2 separate regions of the Pan troglodytes genome follow, and region 2 is linked to region 1. A link is a contact called in public capture Hi-C data. All regions are on one chromosome and are shown on one strand. Each heading gives the region's core, a stretch centred on a gene start, on an enhancer-like site or on the middle of the called end of the contact. The rest is flanking DNA. Distances are from core to core; before and after follow the strand shown.

Region 1 (3,924 bases), core at 1,003-3,502:
ATAAAGACAAATCTCTGTTGCTTCAGTGACTTCTGTGGGCCGGGGAGGGACCAGTCCTTCGACGGGGAGGGGGAACCCTGGAGTTCCTGCTGTGGGAGAAAAAGACCTCAGCTGCTGGGTGGAAGGGTCCTCCCCTCACTCCCCCAGCAACCTTCCCCCACCTCACCCCACACACCACCACCAGCGTAGGGGAGACTCCAACGCAGAGGGAGGGCAGAGGTGAGAGAAGCGGGAACCTCAAAGGAGAGCTTCAGCTAGACACACCCCCAGTCCCACCTCACCCAAGTTTCTACCAAACAGCCCAGCTTGGGCTGTCAGAGTTGGCACAGCAACAAGAAGAGGTGCCTTTGCCCCTTACCGTGCAGAGTATAGGGGGCCGCCTTTGCCTCCTGGACTTCTAAGCTCTTCTGGGGTGAGCAGAGCAGGGGAAGGGGTGGACCTGGCCAGGGCCTGTCCCTGAGAAGCTGGGTGTGAGGGTGGCTCTCTCTCCTGGGGGCTCCCTTGGCCATCAGAGAGGCTTGGTGGGGGCAGAGCCCCCTGCCCTGATCCTACTCTCAGACCCAGGTATGTCTCCAGGTTGCGAACTCCTGGCTCTAGGAAGTATCCACACCTCTCCCCATTCTCACCCCATCCCCTTAAGCTGCCAGAGAAAATGCTGGGACTTCAGGCTCCCTTATTCAGACTCAAACTGTTCTCTTGCTGAAGCCATCTCTCTATCCAGACACCCCTTGGATTTAAGAATCAACCTGAGGTCGGGCATGGTGACTCACACCTGTAATCCGAGCACTTTGGGAGGCTGAGGTGAGCAGATTATTTGAGCTCAGGAGTTTGAGACCAGGCTGGGCAACATACCAAGACCCTGTCTGTACAAAAATAAAAAAATTAGCTGGACATGGTGGCATGTGCCTGTAGTTTCAGCTACTTCGGAGGCTGAGGCAGGAGGATCGCCTGAGTCCAGGACGTCAAGGCTACGGTGAGCTGTGCTCCTGCCACTGCACTCCAGCCTGGGTGACAGAGCAACACCTGTCTCCAAAAACAAAAAATCAATCTGAGCCAAGCAGCTGCATCCTCTTAAAGCTCTTTGCCTTTTAGGACCTGGTTCTACTTCCAGGTCATTTGCACACACCAGAGTGAGTCAGGACTTGAGGGGAAACACAATCGTGGAGTCACTTCCATGGGGTCTGTGCAAGGTGCTGAGCTGAGCTCAGGAAAGTGGACCCCTCATCCTCCAAACCCATAACCCCATCCCTTCAGGCCAAGCATGTGGGGGAGGCAGGAGAAGCCATTCTAGGAACCAGACACATTCTAGTTTCCTCACTTCTCCCCTTTACACATACGCACACACGCGCGCTCTGTCCCCACCTATTCAGGATGACTGAGAAGGGCCAGGAAGAGACAGGTGCACTGGGACTCCGGGCAGTCCTCCCTGGGGCAGGATCCAGGTCCTTGCCTTCCCAGAGCTGGAGTGTGGAATCCACAGATTGGATTCATGGCAGTGGCTGGAACTCTCAGCTAATCTAGCCTCCTCCCTTTCCATAGCAGCTTGAATACCTCCTGTGCCCAGGATTTCACTACCTCTCCGGACAGCCCATTCTCTCCAAATTTCTGGACGGCAGCTCAGGCCCCTGGATGCAGCCATGACTGCCATAGCACCAGAATTGTGCCTCCATGCTGGGCTGATGCCCCTGCCCCCATGCCAAGGATGCTTTAGTATACCTTTTGGTGCTCCTGCTGCCTCAGCCACAGGAAAGCACTGGTGCACTTGGGGCAGGGTTGTCATGGGGCTGGGTCGGGAGGGTCTACAGGTGCTGAACTGGGAAGATTCAAGCTCAAGACTGCCACTTCACCGATTGCCGAATGACCACAGAGGAGTCCCTGCCTTCCTCTGGCCACAACTTGTCCCTCTGTGGAGAGGATGAGCTGAGTGACTGATGACCTCATGGACGTTCTAGATGATTTACAAGCACAGCCTGCTTTCCTTGTTGCCTCCGCCCTGCCCTCCCCTTTCCATGCATTTGGCTCTTCCTGCTGCCCCCCACCAGGGGTCCACAGAGACACAGAGATAAGCTGTGCTTTGACTTGCTTTATTGAGCCTGTGCAGGAACAGGGAGCGAGCTTTGGCCAGAGCCAACAGTGTGGAGGGGAGAGCTGGGCTGGCACTGCCTGTGGAGTGGTAGGGGGCAGGAGGTAGTGTTACAAGTCCAGCGGGCTCAGCTCTCTGTGAGGACAGAGTGGAACATGGCAGTGTGGGGGGCAGGCCTCGTGCATCAGGAGGCCTCAGGCCAGCCCTGGGCTCCTGTTCTCCCTCTTCCACCCCCCACCACACCTTTTCAAGCCCTGATTCAGTCCCACCATCCCCATTTCAGCCCCAGGGAGCTGGACAGACAGGGTAGGGAGTCGAACTCACCTGGGGGCAGCAGCATGGGAGGGCCCCACTCTGAGAAGGCCAGCGTGTCCTCTTTGTCTCTTTCCCCATACCTGGAAGCACTGTGCCCAGGTGCCAGCCCACCGGTTTCATATCTGCCTGTAGGCACCCTCTTGCCCAGGGCACATGGGCCCAGGCCTGGTCAGCACAGATGCTCTGTTTCCCCAAGAGTGGCCTGGAAGGGGCTGGGACTGGGGCTGGAGATGGGGCTTGGGCTGGGGATAGGGTGTGGCCAGGAATGTGGAGTGGGCCCAGGGTCCCAGGGGCTGGGATCTCTCTCCCTGTCCATGGCACATGCCTAGGCTTGGTCAGCATGTTGATGTATCTACGGAGCTCAGCTGTGCACTGGGCCATCTGCTCCGGTGTGGTATTGTCCCCTGGGTACAATGGCTCCAGCGGGGCTCCCCGGGCACCCAGCAGTGGCCACAGCAACAGAGCCACACAGGTGGACAGGAGCAGCAGGGAGAGGCAGCGGCATGCGGCAGCCATCTGAGGAGCAAGCAGAGGGGAGGTGGAGGTGGAAGAGCCCATGCTGCAGATTTTCCTATGCCCTGGAAGCAGGGCCCATCTACCCAGCCCCTTAGCCCATCATCCATTTCTCCAAGCCTGGGGACGAGAGGGCAGAGAAAAGGGCCACTCCGAGCTGACCACTCCACCTCCTAGACAGTGTGCTGGAGGCACGGACAGCCTGTCCTGTGAGCAGCCCAGCAGCCAGGGCCTTGCAAGTTAGAGAAGTGTAGCACAGAAAATGGAGACATGAGTCCTGGAGACACATGTCTCATGACATCCAGGTCCTCATGGCTCTGAGGCAGCAGTAGCTACTGGGAAATAAGGGCACACCAGGTCACCCACAGGGTGTGGGACATGGAATGAACTGGGGAAGCAAAGGACAGAAATCCACGGCCTTGTGGGTCTGGCCCTCCACCCAACAGTAGAGACAGATATGGGTTCTGGAGAAGACATCCTGCACAGACCGTGTCATCCTGCACAGACCGGCACAGCCACTCACACAGGGACACATTCCAGTTCACAGCTATGCACACGAGTGTGCACACACACTTGCAGTCATCAGATGGCTCTCCTAGTGTGACAGGTGTGTCCAGATGCAGAGCAAGACCCAAGCAGGACCTTAGGCCTTTGAAGGCCCCTGGCCCTGCAAAGCACGAACTCCTTCCCTCCATCCCAGACCCCAGCCTGGGGGAGTTCTCCAGAGCCCCAAGCAGGCTGAGCCCACTTACCCAGAGTCCAGAGTAAACGGTCACTGGACCAAGCAAGGACGTGTCCCTGCCCTCAGCCGGGCCGCTTTTTCAGTCCTCAGTCCCCTAGAGTCCCCATCTCCTGTCAGCCTCTCTCACTCCACAGCCCTTACTCCCTCCTCCCACTGTCTCCCTGGTACTCGCAACGCCACTACTGGGCCAGAGATGGGAGGGGGACGGGAGTGCTGGGGGTGCCAGACTAGCAGCATAGTCAATAAAACTGGATCACAGCAAAAGTCTCCT
Region 2 (3,924 bases), core at 482-2,981, 430 kb after region 1:
GCTAGGTCTACAGGTGCTTGTCACGATGCCCAGCTAAATAAATCCTTTTTTTTGAAACAGGGTCTCACTTTGTTGCCCAGGCTGGAGTGCAATGGTACAATCACAGCTCACTGCAGCATCGACCTTCTGGTCTCAAGCGATCCTCCCACCCCAGCCTCTCGAGTAGCTGGGACTGCAGGTGTTCACCACCACACCTGGCTAATTTTTGTAATTTTTGTATTTTTTGCACAGACAGGGTTTTGCCATGTTGGCAAGGCTGGTCTCAAACTCCTGGGCTCAAGCAATCCTCCCATCTTAGCCTCCCAAAATGCTAGAATTTACAGGCATGAGCTACCACACCTGGCCAAAAAATTCTTAATACACTTTTTTTTTTTTGTCCACGTAATGGTACACTATAAAGCTGGCCCGGTGTGCCTTTCTCTATGCTGATCACTTGGGTTGTTTCTGACTCTCGTAGAGAACGATGCTCCAGACATCTCTGTGCACACAGTGGCCAGGCTCTGCAGAAGTTGCCAGTCGTTGCTACATTCTGCCTTTCAGGGGCACTCTGGTGGGGAAGATAACTTTTCCAAGAGCATCAGAGACCAGATATGTATGAGGTGGGGAGACTCAGAAAGCCCAGATACCACAGCTGGAAAGGCCTCAGAGACCCTTAACTGAGGAAAGGGAGGCCCGGAGGGCTTATGTGGCCTAACCAAAGATGCAGCGCTTCTTAGGGAAGGATACAAGAGGGTGGGCTTAGCTGAAGCTCTTGGCATTTAGAACTTCTTGGATCAGCATCCAGCACCCTCAGAGGCTGTACCTGGGGAGAAGGTACCTCTCTTCCTCCATTTGACCTAATTCTAAACCCCCTGTAGCAGTGACGTCTGTCTTCGTCTCATTCCAGTGCACTTTGTGAATTCTAGAGGGCTTTCCCAGAACCAAGGAAGGCTGCTCTGCCCACAGCAGGCCTTGGGAATTTAACCTCCCTGGGAGCAGCCTCAATGAGTGATGCTCTGGAACTGCTGGGTCAGTAGCCCAGCCCCTGGCCCCTTGGGTGGGATCATTTGAAGCCCTGTGTTCTGCACCATTTTTCAAGTTCCCTGGTGGGGCTGAGTCTAGTTGCAAATCGTGAAAGCTGACCTATAGTACTTTTACCAGCTGCCTCCCTTTCTCTGTCTCACTTCCTCATTCCCCTCCTGATGTCCCCTGCACTTCCCAGATACACTACTTGCCCCTGAATCTTGCCCCTTGAACCATCACACCCTGGGACTACCCCAGGTGCCACTCTGTTTGTTGTTTCTCAACCTAGAAGGACAGGCACCCAGGAAGCAAAACGGGAGGGCAGGGAAGGGAGGATGTTCTGGGGAGACTTGACAAGAAATGAGGCTTTTAAAAGAAACACCAGCAAAGTGCCAGGCCTACACCAGCCAGCTTGAGTCACACTCCAGGGACTCAGCAAAGCTTGTCCACCTTCCTGGTCCACCCTGGGCCTGTCCACCCTGGAGTGACCACCGGGCATTTCCAGTAAAAATCCCTTCACTTCACTTCCGTCATCTCCAAGTCAGGCAAGGTGGTGGAAACCTGGGAAGACCTCAGCTTCGGAGCTGCTGGAATTTGTGTGACTCACGCCCTCCAGTGGTCACTTGACAAATGACATAGGGCTCAGGGTCTGGGGACTTGAGCTTGTTAGGGCCTCAGAACCCGGAGGGTCCCAGGAATGCCTCTTCTCAATGCCATCCTTTGACAGCTGAGCGGAGTGAAGGCCCCACAGGACATGTGACTCGCCACGGGACATGCACACACACAAATAGAGAGTAAGAGCCACACCCCTGTATTTCCTTCACGTCCCACCTTTATCATTTGTGTCACATCTGCATGCACCTATACTGTTATTTGCTTAAACATTTTACCTTAAACTGGCTCTTTTTAAACCTGAAATATATTTCTAAAATAAAATTTTTATCACTTTCTGTGAGGTGGGGCACACAGTAGGAACTCCGTCTCCTCCTTCCATGGCCTTGCACAGAGCTGGCACCAGACACTGACATGGAGGGGAGAACATTCAACCCCAGGTAATCCTCAGCTCCTACCTTGATCTCAGTTTCCCACTCTCTCATTGTCACCTCTCCTTGCCCCTGGGTGTACTCACCTGTAGCAAAATGGGTAAGCACACAGTGGGCGCACAAGTGGGGTCCAGTCAAGGTCTCAGACCTGGGTCAGTCCTCAGCTTTGCCACTTACAAACTGAGTGACATTGAGCTGGTCGCTCAAACTTTCTGTGTCTCGGTTTCCTTATTGGTGAATTGGGGATAGTATTATAATAGTACCTGCCACACAACGTTGTTGGAGGATTAACTGAGATAATAAATGGAAAGCCCAGGGCCTGGCTGTATTTATGGAGCAAGCACCAGAGCAAGTGCAAGTTGGGATTCCAGGGTTGTAGCCCTGCCACCACCTGACTGTGTGGTCTTGGACAAGTCATTTGGCTTTGCTTAGCCTCAATTTCCCCATCTATAAAATGGGGCTAGTGATCATTCCCACCCCACAGGACTGTTGTGTGGATTAAATGCTTGGTATGTTTAAGTGCCTTGCTCGGTAAACGTTAGCTCTGATCAATTGTTTTTGTAGAAAAGTCTTCAAAGTTGCTAACTTCCGAGGGCTAACTGGATCTGAACCATCTTCACAGCCTGGCATAGAAACAGATCAAATCAATCCAGTGGAAAATCAATTCCAGGATAATGAGCCCAAGACATTCCCGTGCTGATTGCTGTCAGCATGGTGCCTAGGACAGCCTGGGAAGGCAGGGAGGAGGGCATTTCTCCACAGCAGCCTCGGAACCTCTATCGCCACCCTCCGGGGGGCCCACCTGTCCCCCGCCTGCCCTTCAAGGTGCTCTTTGATTTCTCCCCAGCAGAATTCACCTGCTGCATCCATCATCAGAAGAGGCCAGGAATGCGGCCTGCTGGGTGGGCAGGGCCAAGAAGAAGGCAGCCGTGCAGGCCCAGGAAGCCGTAGGAGACTTGCCAACCTCCAGTAGGGGGCCAGCCCTGGACCCTGCAGACAGGCGCTCTGGGGAGGGTACCAGAAGCTCACTGTTTGTCCCGGCTTGAAGACTGTTTGCTGTGTGACCTTGGTGAGTCTCCTAACCTCTCTGTATCATCACAATCATTATCACTATTTTTACTTTCCTCCTCTTCCTATTTGCCGGTTAAGAGAGGATTGGGATAGTGGTCATGGTTATACAACATTGTGAATATTCTAAAAACCATTGCATTTTACACTTTAAAATAGTTAATTGGTAATTTTATGTTATGTGAAATTTATTCCAATTAAAAATTAAAAATACATACATGAATTTAATGTTACAAAGGGAGAGAGAGGACCGGGAATTTAAAAGCAGGTGTTTGTGGTGGGACGGGGACCTGTCTGAGGAAGGATACTTCAGAAGGCAAGTCCTGGTATCCACTTGCTCTTTGTCAAAAGGGAAACTGTTACTCTCTGACTCCCAGCAAGGATAATAAATTCTTACTTGGCTGACTTTTTGCTCAATGGCTCAAAGCATTTTCTTGTATCTCGTTTATTTACTTTTATTTTTATCACCTTTTGTCACGAGAAAAGTCAGGCCCAGAGAGAAGTGGCTTTTCCAAGATCACATGGTGGGTCAGCAGTGAAGCTGTGCCTCGAACCTGGGACCTTTCAGGTTAAAGGAAACCAGAACGTGCCACGCCCAGATATGCCGATATGGCATCCTGATTATCTCCAGCTGAAGGCATTTGAGAAAGAGCAGCTAGAGAGAGGGCTATCTGAACTGCCCTGTCCTGCCTGCAGCAAGCCATAAACATTCCTTGGAGAAAGATGCTTTCCTAGCATCAAGATGAGAAGATAAGTTTTATCAGCTCAGAGATGGCACCAGAGCCATCTACAAATACAAACAAACCTTGCT

Evidence for each region. Capture Hi-C pulls out chosen DNA fragments and counts their contacts.
Region 2: a contact with region 1 is called in a capture Hi-C map of stem cell-derived neural stem cells, with 5 times the contacts expected there. The contact joins two enhancer-like sites. A contact is called at or near these places in 2 of 7 Hi-C or Micro-C datasets (induced pluripotent stem cells and stem cell-derived neural progenitor cells) and 1 of 1 other capture datasets (stem cell-derived neural stem cells).

What each region holds. Positions count from the first base shown.
Region 1 is chr19:39,345,144-39,349,067 of NHGRI_mPanTro3-v2.0_pri, forward strand. No RefSeq gene overlaps it. Among named protein-coding and RNA genes, the nearest start is that of TMEM97, 82 kb to the left of the region's middle. Within about 2 kb of position 2,253, at least 1 of the 24 cell types and tissues checked has an H3K27ac peak or open chromatin away from gene starts, as enhancers often do. A contact at or near this core is called in stem cell-derived neural stem cells, where this site is marked.
Region 2 is chr19:39,777,865-39,781,788 of NHGRI_mPanTro3-v2.0_pri, forward strand. No RefSeq gene overlaps it. Among named protein-coding and RNA genes, the nearest start is that of NOS2, 4.7 kb to the right of the region's middle. Within about 2 kb of position 1,732, at least 2 of the 24 cell types and tissues checked have an H3K27ac peak or open chromatin away from gene starts, as enhancers often do. A contact at or near this core is called in stem cell-derived neural stem cells, where this site is marked.